Regions from separate parts of the Bos taurus genome. Here region 2 is linked to region 1. A link is a contact called in public Hi-C data. All regions are on one chromosome and are shown on one strand. The core of a region is the stretch at or near the end of the contact, and the rest is flanking DNA. Distances in the headings are between cores, read along the strand shown. Region 1 overlaps AOPEP (aminopeptidase O (putative)). Region 2 overlaps AOPEP (aminopeptidase O (putative)).

Region 1 (5,528 bases), core at 1,287-3,786:
GTCTAGTAACCTCATTTGGTAGAAAACTGTCTCTTGGGTTGTCTGCTCATGGATTATTCCACTGAGTCCAGTCTTGCATGACGACCACCCACTGCCATGGGGAGGTAGCTGCTAGGGAAATACCTGACCTCACTTTCAAACCATACTGGAAAGAAAAAAAAAAAATGCAAATAACAAGGGGAATACTGCTCCAAAAAGCAGAGCATGCATTCCAAAGACAAAGAGAAATAATTTCTGGATTATCTATTGTTTGGGATAAGCCTACTTTGGAAAGAGAATTGACAAGAGTTTATTTCTCTTAAAAATGTCCACAGACTGAGTTCTAGCTCTGGAATCTGATTGCAAAGGTTCAATTCTCCAATCCACACTTACCAGTTTGGGCATATTGCTTAATATCTCCATGCGTCAGTTTCCTCATCTGTAACAAAGGAATAATCATAGTCTGTACCTCACATACAGAAATCTCTAGGCATAGTAACTGGTGCATAGTAAGTGCTGAAGAAATGTTAACTGCTGTCGTCTTTACAGCTGCCTCCCCCTGTTGCTTGGGCTGACTTTCTGGCGGCAGAGACTAAGAATGTCGAAGGTATGGCTGCCACATGTGCACTGAAGCCCGTGGCCTGATGAGGCCCACAGATGGGGTTTAAGGTTGAATGGCATTAAAACACTGTGCACACAAAGCGATCCATTTAAAGGAGAATGACAGCCCAAAGGGGGCATCCTGTATGACTTCATATAGAATGGGCCATTTGGAGACTATTTAAATGGTGTTTACTTGAAATGAGCCATCCTCGATGAAATAGACAGTGAATGCCTTCATTTTCCTTTTTGATTCAATCCACTTGCCCTAGTCTCCCTCACTACACCAGCTGCAAAACAAAGAGAACATGCTGTACTTGAATTCACCCAGAGTTTTTCCTCTGCAGAGGCCAGAAGCCCATCACACCACTGGATGGTTTCACGGCCAGGACGGGATTCATCAGTAAGACGCCCAGGGAGGGGGCCCATACGAAGGAGCCCAGAGGAAGTGGTGCACCCAACTGTGCAGGCTTGAGCAGCCACCCAGCCCACCTCCCTCCTGGGCCTCCTCGAAAAGTTCTTGCAAGCTGCTATGCCCTCTCAAATCCTTATCCTTTAATTGTCTCACTAGTAAGCCAGATATATCAGATACTGTTCTTAGAATTGTGCTAGCAGCAGCTACAAGATACAAGTAAACATTTACCTTCAATTCAGGACTGAAATTTTCCTTAAAGATGACTTTCTTATGATAAGAATTTGAGATGGGTAATCTTTCAAATTGTAAGCTTTGAAAATTATACTTATAACTGGAAATTACCTCAATTATTTCCTTCATATACTATTCTGAAAAACTGTCCTATGAATGGTTTTGAAGATTCTTTTAGGGTAAGAAAAGTGGGGAGGAAAAAAGGAAGAACATGATGGAGTATTTCGTTCACAGGAGAGAGAACTTTTTAACGCTAAACCTGTGAAATACTTTGCTAATTATTTGAAGAAATTGTCCTTACAAAAAGAAAACAAATTCAGGAAAAAAAATCAAGATACTTTAGTTATTTCTACACATCAAGCACGCCTACTAATAGTAAATTAAATACAAAATCTATGGAACATCAGTGTACTATTCTTAGGAGTCCTGGATATACTCACTCAATACACACCAAAGCCACAGCTACACCACACACAAACACTCTGCTTCCACAGAGGCAAAAGCTGACGATTTATGTTTGCAGAGTTATGCATTCACCAAATTACTTGTTCTTAAAGAGCTATCGTTTCACTGAAAATTAAAACAGGCACTTAAATTCTCCCTATTAAAAGCTTTTCCTTTATCTTTTAAACTTTTCCACTTTAAGTTAGACAAACAGCATGAAGCATTTGGAAACATCAAATTGATACATGCTTTTATTTACATATCATATTTCTTTACTCAATTCATCTGTAGCGCCTGCTTCTTTCCTACCTCAAGCTTGTTTCTTTCTCTACCCACTATTCTTAATTTCAGAACTTCCTGCCAGAACTACTCCACGTGTCTCTTCTTTGTATTACAAGTTTAAAATGCTTGATGGTATGTATAGGAACACATAATATACGAGTATGAACTTATAAGTATACATAGATACACTACATTTAAAGTTCCTATTACATAGTTTTATATATTTACTATAATAAATATAATAGATACATAACAAAGTAGGTAAAGCTCCCAGTTTTGGTTGCTCTTCCTCTTTTGGCTTCTTTCTCTGGAGGCTTTCGGCAAACCCCAGCTTTTTTTCCTTTCACTACTTTTGAGATGCTGAGTCTACACGTTCTGGTTTTATGAGCTAGTGCCACCCTCCTGAATACCCATGGCGTGACTGTCTTTCGTTAGTTCTTTTCCGCTGTTGCTCAAGGGCGGGAACTGGCACCAGAACAAAGGAGACAGTAAGACGCCCTCGGCTGGTATGCAACCAGCACTGCCTGACCAGGGCCATACGCCAGATCATGCCACCCGCTTCTCAGGCACTGATGCCACCCGGCAAGGCTTCAGGTTTCCTTTCCTGGCAACATGGTACCGCCTATGGCACAGGAGACCCAGGAGAGAATGACCTTCAAGATCATTCCCGTGAACCAGGTAGAAGAGCGCCACCTACTGAACCCAGAACGCAAGCACCGCCACTGGTTCTGAGGTTTTCCCTCGTGGCTAATGGAATACCTAAAGGAATACGTTTCACCAGGCTTGTCATGCCAAGTGTCACCCGCACTCTGACCTGTGTGGATAAGCTGCTGCTGCTACTAAGTCGCTTCAGTCGTGTCCAACTCTGTGCGACCCCATAGACGGCAGCCCACCAGGCTCCCCCGTCCCTGGGATTCTCCAGGCAAGAACACTGGAGTGGGTTGCCATTTCCTTCTCCAATGCATGCAATTGAAAAGTGAAAGTGAAGTCGCTCAGTCGACTCTTAGCGACCCATGGACTGAAGCCCACCAGGCTCCTCCATCCGTGGGATTTTCCAGGCAAGAGTACTGGAGTGGGGTGCCATTGTCTTCTCCGATGGATAACCTAGTTCTCCTTAAACTTAAATACAAGGTGGACGGGCAAACTGGTCACCAAATCATTCTGTGCCAGAGGGTCACGAGTGTGCTTTAGTACTTTACTGACATGAGAAAATTCATGAGTGTCAAGCCTAAGACAAAAATTCATAGCAACAAGACATAGGCCTGCGGGAATCATGATCATCTAAAAGAAATCACGATGACTTCCCTGTGTGTCAAATACGGTAAGTGCAATACTAGGAGGGCAAGCAAGAACTAGTCAAAAAGCAAGTCACAAACAAAAGAATGAACTGATGTTTAGAAAGTGCAGGGCATTATGTGGGACCTTATGGGGGATGTAACAGAGCAGAACACAGTCCTCACTCAGCAGCAGCTTTCTAAAGAGAAAAGATGTGTTCACTCTGTACTCCTACCCCTTGAAACACACATGTGCATACGGGCCCAGAATAAAGTTTCCTCAGTTCGAGAAACAAGGAGCTCTCTCTACTTTGCATTCTCTCTTTGTGAAAACACTTAATCATAACCATTCCTAAATGTCTTTTAATTCACCATTTCCTCATATGTAATTCTTGGTCTCATACTGTGGGAGCAGTCTAAATAGAAGTGTTGCTCATTTTGAGCCATCAAAAGGAAAGAAAAGTTAGCTTTCAATGGCACATGGCGGGGGGGTGGGGGGGTTGGGGGGGAGGGGTCTGGACCCTGAAATCTTGGCTTTTCCCTGGAATTTCCCACACAAAATCAAGAGAGAGAATGTCAGGGAGCTGGTCTATTGGGCACACCAGAAAGCAGCATTTTGCCCAGGATGAAGTAATGTCTACAGTCTCCTACTTTTGCACAGAAAAATGAAATCAGATCTTAAGCGAGGGTACATATAGTTTTTTTTTCAAATGTCTTTCACTTGTTCATATGCTTTTTCTCCTACAGTTGGAAGAAGTTTCAGTCAGTCAGTCTTATTCCTTTACTTATGGCTTCCCATGAAAAATATAACTGGAGTGTGTGTGTGTGTGTGTTTTTTTTTAATTTCCTAGGAAGTAGACCCTGCAAAAATAAAACAAAATTAAATTAACAACAACAAAATTACCGAGCAGGAGGAAATTAGAATGTACTACACCATTTTTTCCCCCTTTTAAAATATACTGAACCTGGGGAAAAGTTATAAACTTCAATCAGAAGCAAAACTAAAGGAATGACCCTGAAATCATTTTTGTTACTATCAATAGTGATTTTGAATGCTTCTTCCATGAACCTATTACATCTGTCTGATTACAGAGAACACATTTATTCAACAAATAGGTATTGAGTACCTGTTATATACAAAACACTGTACTGGGCATTGGGTCTCTGAGCTTAATTGTTTAGCTACATTTCGGCAGGGAATGCAGGCTGACAATAATACACAGGCTAACATTTCTGTCTGCCCAAATGACATTATGCTGAGCAAGTTATACAATAAAGGAGCCAAACGAGTCAAACTAAATCTATGGTTTTAACTTAGCCTTCTTGAGAAAAAGGATAGTGACTTCTCGGCTACTAAAATTCTTATGACAGTCATCACACTACCCTCTAAACCATCAGCCTTCTTCTTTAAAACCGCCAGGAGGAACGATTTCCCCCATGTACTAAGAACTCAGAGGTCCGTCATCTGATTTCCGTCCTCTGCCCAAGGGTTGTTATCATTTCGGGCGCTGTTATCTGCCTCATTACACTGTGCTGCTCCCAGGTGCTTTGCTTCTTTCGGGAAATCAGCTGATGCCTGGCAAATGTACTAATCAGGTTGACGTGTTGCTGTGATGGAAACTGTGACTTGCGGGTTGGGTTTTGCCGCTCATGTTTTCAAGGATAGCTCATTGTTTTAAAGGGCATTGTGCACAACAGAATGGAGGTCCTATGAGACCAATCCACCAATCTAGAAAACATGACTTGGAAAGGAAGTAATAGCATCTTGTGTCCACATATCCTTTTTCTCCAAGGAGTACAGACACATTTGGAGATATTATTCCATCCTCAGAACAGCCATTTGGGGCAGAGGGTGTTGCGACCGTACTTGCCTGGCTGTCCTCTGATAAACCCCAGCTGCTGGGCTGCACGAGGCATGCAGTATGATGCCGAAAGTTCTTTCTTCTGGTCTAGCTAAATCCTCCCTCAGTTTGAACCGGAAAAGTCTACTCTGAGGTATCACATAAGGTGTAAGTTGTACATAAGCAAATCCCAACTAGCATTTACTTTATTATAACTATGCCCTGATTAGTAATTCTGAAAAAAAAAATCCACAGATAAATTCTTGGTGGTATTTAACATTTTCATAGAAAATGTTAAAAGTCAACTCTTGTTTTAATTTTTGATGATAACCTTCAAATAGATATTGAAAGGGTCAGAACACTTTTTTCTGTAAAGGGCTAGTTACTAAATATTTTAGACTGTATAGGCCCTGTAATGCTCAAAATTCTCCAAGCCAGGCTTCAGCAATATGTTAACAATGA
Region 2 (5,114 bases), core at 2,584-5,083, 160 kb before region 1:
GCCTTTTTTCTCTGTGAATCTCGCAGAGAATGGACACATGGAAGGTTTATAGCTGTGAGATGCAGCCAGGCCAGCTTTGTGCCTCTATCAGTACCGATAGATGCAGGGCAGAGCAGAGGCAGGACCCAAGCAGAGAGATTCCAGGAGGTAGAGGCAAGAGGAAGGATAAAGGGGGACTGCTCTTTGGGGATTCAGGACATAAAGGGCAGAGAGATGGTCATCAGACACCTGACATACACTCATGATTACCAGAATAGCACAAATCTGACTGTCTCAGATGGAAGCACCTCAGGGGAGAGATGGTGAGAGAGGCACATTTACATTAAACCTATTCAATCCTTGCTGAATGCCTACTCCATGCAAGGTGGTGGTAAAAACAAAGATGACGAAAACAAGAAGGACAACTGGTATTTCTTGCACACACTCCATGTGTCAGGCACGGTGCTAATAAGCTCATTCAAACACCACCCCTTCCACTCTGCAAGGTTAAGCATTTTATAAATGAGGAAACTAAGCCTCAGGGAGGTGACTTAACCTCCTGACACTCACAAAGCTGGTAAGCAGCAAAGCTGGGATTCCAACCCGGGTCCTACTTCAAACCCAGCCTTTCTGCTCAAGAATCTGCCATGGGACCTCTCCTCACAGGATTCTGCGTGGAGGGGTACACAGCTATGCACACTGCTAGCTCAGTAGCCAAGGCGGGAAAGCGGGGTGGGAGGATGAGCAGGGCACTGTGCCACTGTGAAAGAGGTTATCGCCTACTCATGAGGATAGGAGGAAGAAGAAACAAGTGAGAAAAAAGAGGTAAGTACAACTACTGTGGAAACTCAAAGTTTCTAGAAGAGCATTACTGAACTGTGAATGAGATGAAGAGTCTGGGCTATCAAAGGAAGGTGACCTTGAGCTGGCTAGTGAAAGATATACAGGATTTCAACAGGCAGAAAGAACTTGAACAAAATCATGCAGATGTGTACAAACTTGTGAATCTCAGAATTCAAATAGTCCAGTATGCAGAGATGGTAGGGGAAAAGATGTGACCAGATATTAGGAATTGGAAAACAAGCAGGAAGCAGGTTAGCTGCCACAGCTTCCTTATTGCTGGTGGCTAATTCTTTAAAGTTGAGCTTGTAAACTAGGAGTGTGTTGAGCAGGTCTGGCCTCGGTGTGTATTTGGTCTGCATATTTTTCACACTGATAAATTTCAATAAAAATCCAGAGTCATAGTTTCTTTTAAAACACTAGAAGTCCAGGCTCTATTGAGCCCTCCTTTCAACATGACAGCAGTTGGTCAGAACTGAGGGGAAGCGGCCGGTGTACCACAGTCATCCTCGTTCCCTAATCTGCAACATCCGCTGCTTCATTCCTCATTACTTGCAGCAGACACCTAAGATCATGACTCTGGATTTAAAATTTCATCTCATCACTTATCAAAGCAGAACACGGTCGATGTCAACACAACCACAACCCCAAAGGAGTACTCGAGTATGCCGCAGCACCACCTGTTCTGCAAGTCTTTGCTCAAATGTCTCCTCATCAGAGACCTTCTCCGATAAGCACCTTCTAAACCAGCACTTCCTCCACCCCTCTCTATCTGGCTTCATTTTCTTGACAGTACTCATCCCTGCAAGTTGCAGATGCTGTCGTTTACCTACCTGGTCTCCCTGTCATCACTAGATCGCGAACCTCAGTGAACCCCACGGGGAGCAAGGTCTCTCCTCTCATTTACAAAGCAAACAGAACAAGTGCCGAGGTGCATAATGAGCACTCAATACCTATCTGTTGAATGAGCGAAAGACTCAGTTGAACTTGACTCTGGGTACTGAAATGCTTAGTGCACTTGAAACTTACCTGCTGTGCCTTGGCCCAGAATACATCTTCCAAGTGAGTGGCGAACCCTTCACTCAGCCACTCCTCCGTCCAGTCTCGAGCCCCAATCGCCAGGCCAAACCAGGCGTGAGCAATTTCATGGCAGAGACGGGTCCCACAGAGCTGGCTCATTCCAGTCAAGGTGCTCTGAGAGAGGAAGACGATGTGTGGGCTGTGGATAATGGGGGAGAAAACACACAAGAGTCTTGTCAGGGCCTGTCGTCATGGCCGCCCCCTGGGGCAGCTTTCTCAGCCCTGCCAGCCTGTTATTATCATGTGCATGCTAGATCACGACCGATAGGCTCACAGCTTAGATGCTTTTAGAAATAAATAAAGTGGCAGTTTGCGTTCCTGGCAGCGGTTCAGGCTGCCGTTTCTGCCAAGCAGTTGTCTCCGTCATCAAAAGGCTATTACCTGTAATAAGTAACCTGCGCCGAGCTTTACACGGAAGAAATTACAAGGCTGTGGAAGCATTTACCCTGAAATCTGGACTGTAAAAGAAGAGCAGGTGTGGGAACGTGAAGCCCATGCTGTCAAGACAGTGATCAAAGAAGACCCTTCAGCCAAAAATCCGAGTAGCTTACAGACAAAGTGAGAAGTCACGCAGAAGGACAGGAAAAGCCGACAAGAATGGAACCAAACATTTTCTCTTTCAGGCCAGGGCTGGTTACAGAGGTAACAAACTCACAGGTGCCATGGATGGGTGAGGTTTCAAGAGACTCTGATAAAGGCTGAATCTCTGTAAGGCTGAGATTTTCAAAGGTATCTTTTCCTATCTACAGATGCTTGTAATTCACATGCCACAATGATAGGCAGAGAGAGAGAAGGAAGTTAACTCACTCAGGTGTGCAAATGGCCCCAGGGCTGGCACCAGCCAGGGAGATTTATTAATATCTAATCTCATTTCCCATACTTTGCTTTAAAACCCCAAACACCATGATTAGAGCTGCACTGATGAAACGGCAGGAAGGGAGGCTGAAGAGAGAAGAGGTAAAGGGAGTGCCTCCTGTGCTTCGGTATTTCTCATTTATCCAGGACTTGTTTACAGTCTTATGAATGAAGAACTTGCTTTGAAAAAAAAAAACAAACAAACCCCTCCTCCATCAATTGAACACAAGCAGTTGTGAAACCTTCCAAATTAAGAAACTGTACACACTGGTTCCTTCCTTTAAAAGCCATGCATTTGCCATCATGTGGGCTCTGCACAAGCCAGAACTGCTTGCAGATTTGTCCTCCGCCCCCACGGCCACCAGTAGAGAAAACCCCACCTGTATTTCCCTTGCACAACATCACCCATTCAGCTCAGGGAGCTCAACTGAAATCACGGCAGTCATGTGTGCCAAAACAGACAGCTTTCATGTGAAATAATAACAGGGCAAGCACGCAAATGAGAAAGTGTTTGCCAGGATCTCAGCAGAGTCCACCAGAAACTCCGGGAAATAAAAGTGTAGCTGGGACATTTAGGATACAAGGGTGCAATGCAGCAGGCGCCAACAGTATTTCAGAGCACTAACTCAGAGAAAAAAAAAAAAAAAAAGGAAGGCAGGGAGGAACGCAGGAAGCAAAGAGAGAAGGGTGAGAGAGAGGGAGGAGGGTGGGGGGGAACCAAGAGGCACAGGAGCTAAACTTCCTCTTCCTGAGAAAGTCGCCCATGGAGAAGACAAACTGCGAAACCTGGCATTTTCAAGTAAATGACCCTTTGCTCTGGCATGTGCAGTGCTACAAAGAAAAGCCACAGAAATGTACCAAGTAAATAACATTCCAGACATACTGCTGGCAGCACTTCACCCTTTTGGCTAAAACAAAACAGAAGTAACTTCAGGCTTTGTAAACAGGCTCAAAGACAAGCCTGCATTGGAAAGGTCTGCTGGCCAGAGACCCAGACGGTGCACGCAGAGTTACAGACATGGTGTGGCTGAGCTGACCCCTCGGCCCAGGAGGGGTACACACGTTGATGACTGTGAAATTGCAGACTGTTCATGAGGAAAAAGCCTGCGCTGTCCACAGCGACCTGCTGGCTGCTTTGTCCCAGTGTGGAAGTTGATCCAGGCCCTTTTATGCAAATATCAAAGTCTGAGAGGGCTGAAGGAATGCACAAAGCAGCTGTGTGGGGGTGGCATTTCATTTTCCTGTCCTGTAATTTTTCCCCTTCAACAGTCTTCGTTGTCTCCACCAGACCCGGTATTTTGGAGATACACCCTGGCCTTGGTTGGGCTCAGGACAGACCCAGACATTGCTGGAACGGTGCCTGAATTCCCATTCCCTGTCCTCAATACTCTCTTCCTAGCCAGGGAGAAATGTGTTTCCTACTGTCTTCTGAGAAAACCGAAGCTTAAACTTCCTTCTAGATTGGAAGGGTGTGCGTTTCGCTTGATACAAATGACCCTATTATCAGTGGAAAACATGACCTTCTCCCTGAAAAGCAATTTTCCAGTTTGAGAACCAGACCCCAAATTCTCCTGCAGCGGAGTTTTCTGTCTAAGGTTGGGTTTTACCTATGGATCATACCTCCCTATAAAGAAAATGGCTTCTTTCTTAAACTAAATAAAAACACAGAGTGAGGTTTTGATAATCTTTCTCACGGGTTGTTAACAAAATCCTGACATAAAAGGATCAATAGAATTTTTTTTCAAGTTAAGGAGAATTTACTCCTCTCCTTTTGAACTTAAATGTCAGGATTTTTAAAGGTAACTAGAATTTTTAAACTGCTTTTTTTTCAACAATGAATGAAGAACAGTATAATGCTCAAACTCACTTCAAGGAGTAATATTAAATATTTCTCTACCAACAGATAATCTCTTTCACACCCTCCTTCAAAATAGAATGAATGTTTAGAATTTTCTACTCAAACCTTTCACTTGATTTATAAGTTTCACCCCTGGGCTCCACATTTTCCCAAGTTGTCAGAATTGTATTCATGGTCCTAGTCAGTCAGCCGGGCATCAGTCTTCACTCTGACAAGCTCCATTTGAAAACGGGTTTTCTTTTTTCTTTTTTCCCTTGAAAGGGCCTGTGTCAACTGCCTCTACAAATGCCAAATTGTTGATTCATCATCATTACAGAGGATGGAAGATAATCACTTCAGTGACATCTTCATCCTAAAAATGGTTCTTTTTAAAAATGTTTTTCAAAATCAGAGTTGATCATTTTTCCCAAATAAGAAATGGGTGGGAAAGGAATATTTTCAACTGTCACAAAGCACAATCCCTCTTATTTGTATTCTCCGTCATAAATTCTCACTGCAAGTG

Evidence for each region. A called contact is a pair of places that touch in the nucleus more often than the background predicts.
Region 2: a Hi-C map of liver shows a contact between it and region 1, with 2.9 times the contacts expected there. A contact is called at or near these places in 2 of 11 Hi-C or Micro-C datasets (liver and skin fibroblasts).

The regions. Positions count from the first base shown.
Region 1 is chr8:81,289,554-81,295,081 of ARS-UCD2.0, reverse strand. The region is part of intron 3 of AOPEP (aminopeptidase O (putative)); the gene reads right to left. Among named protein-coding and RNA genes, the nearest start is that of AOPEP, 95 kb to the right of the region's middle.
Region 2 is chr8:81,447,525-81,452,638 of ARS-UCD2.0, reverse strand. It overlaps AOPEP (aminopeptidase O (putative)), which reads right to left. Exons shown (of 17, transcript NM_001206980.2): 6 at 1,849-2,038. Among named protein-coding and RNA genes, the nearest start is that of MIR2475, 170 kb to the left of the region's middle.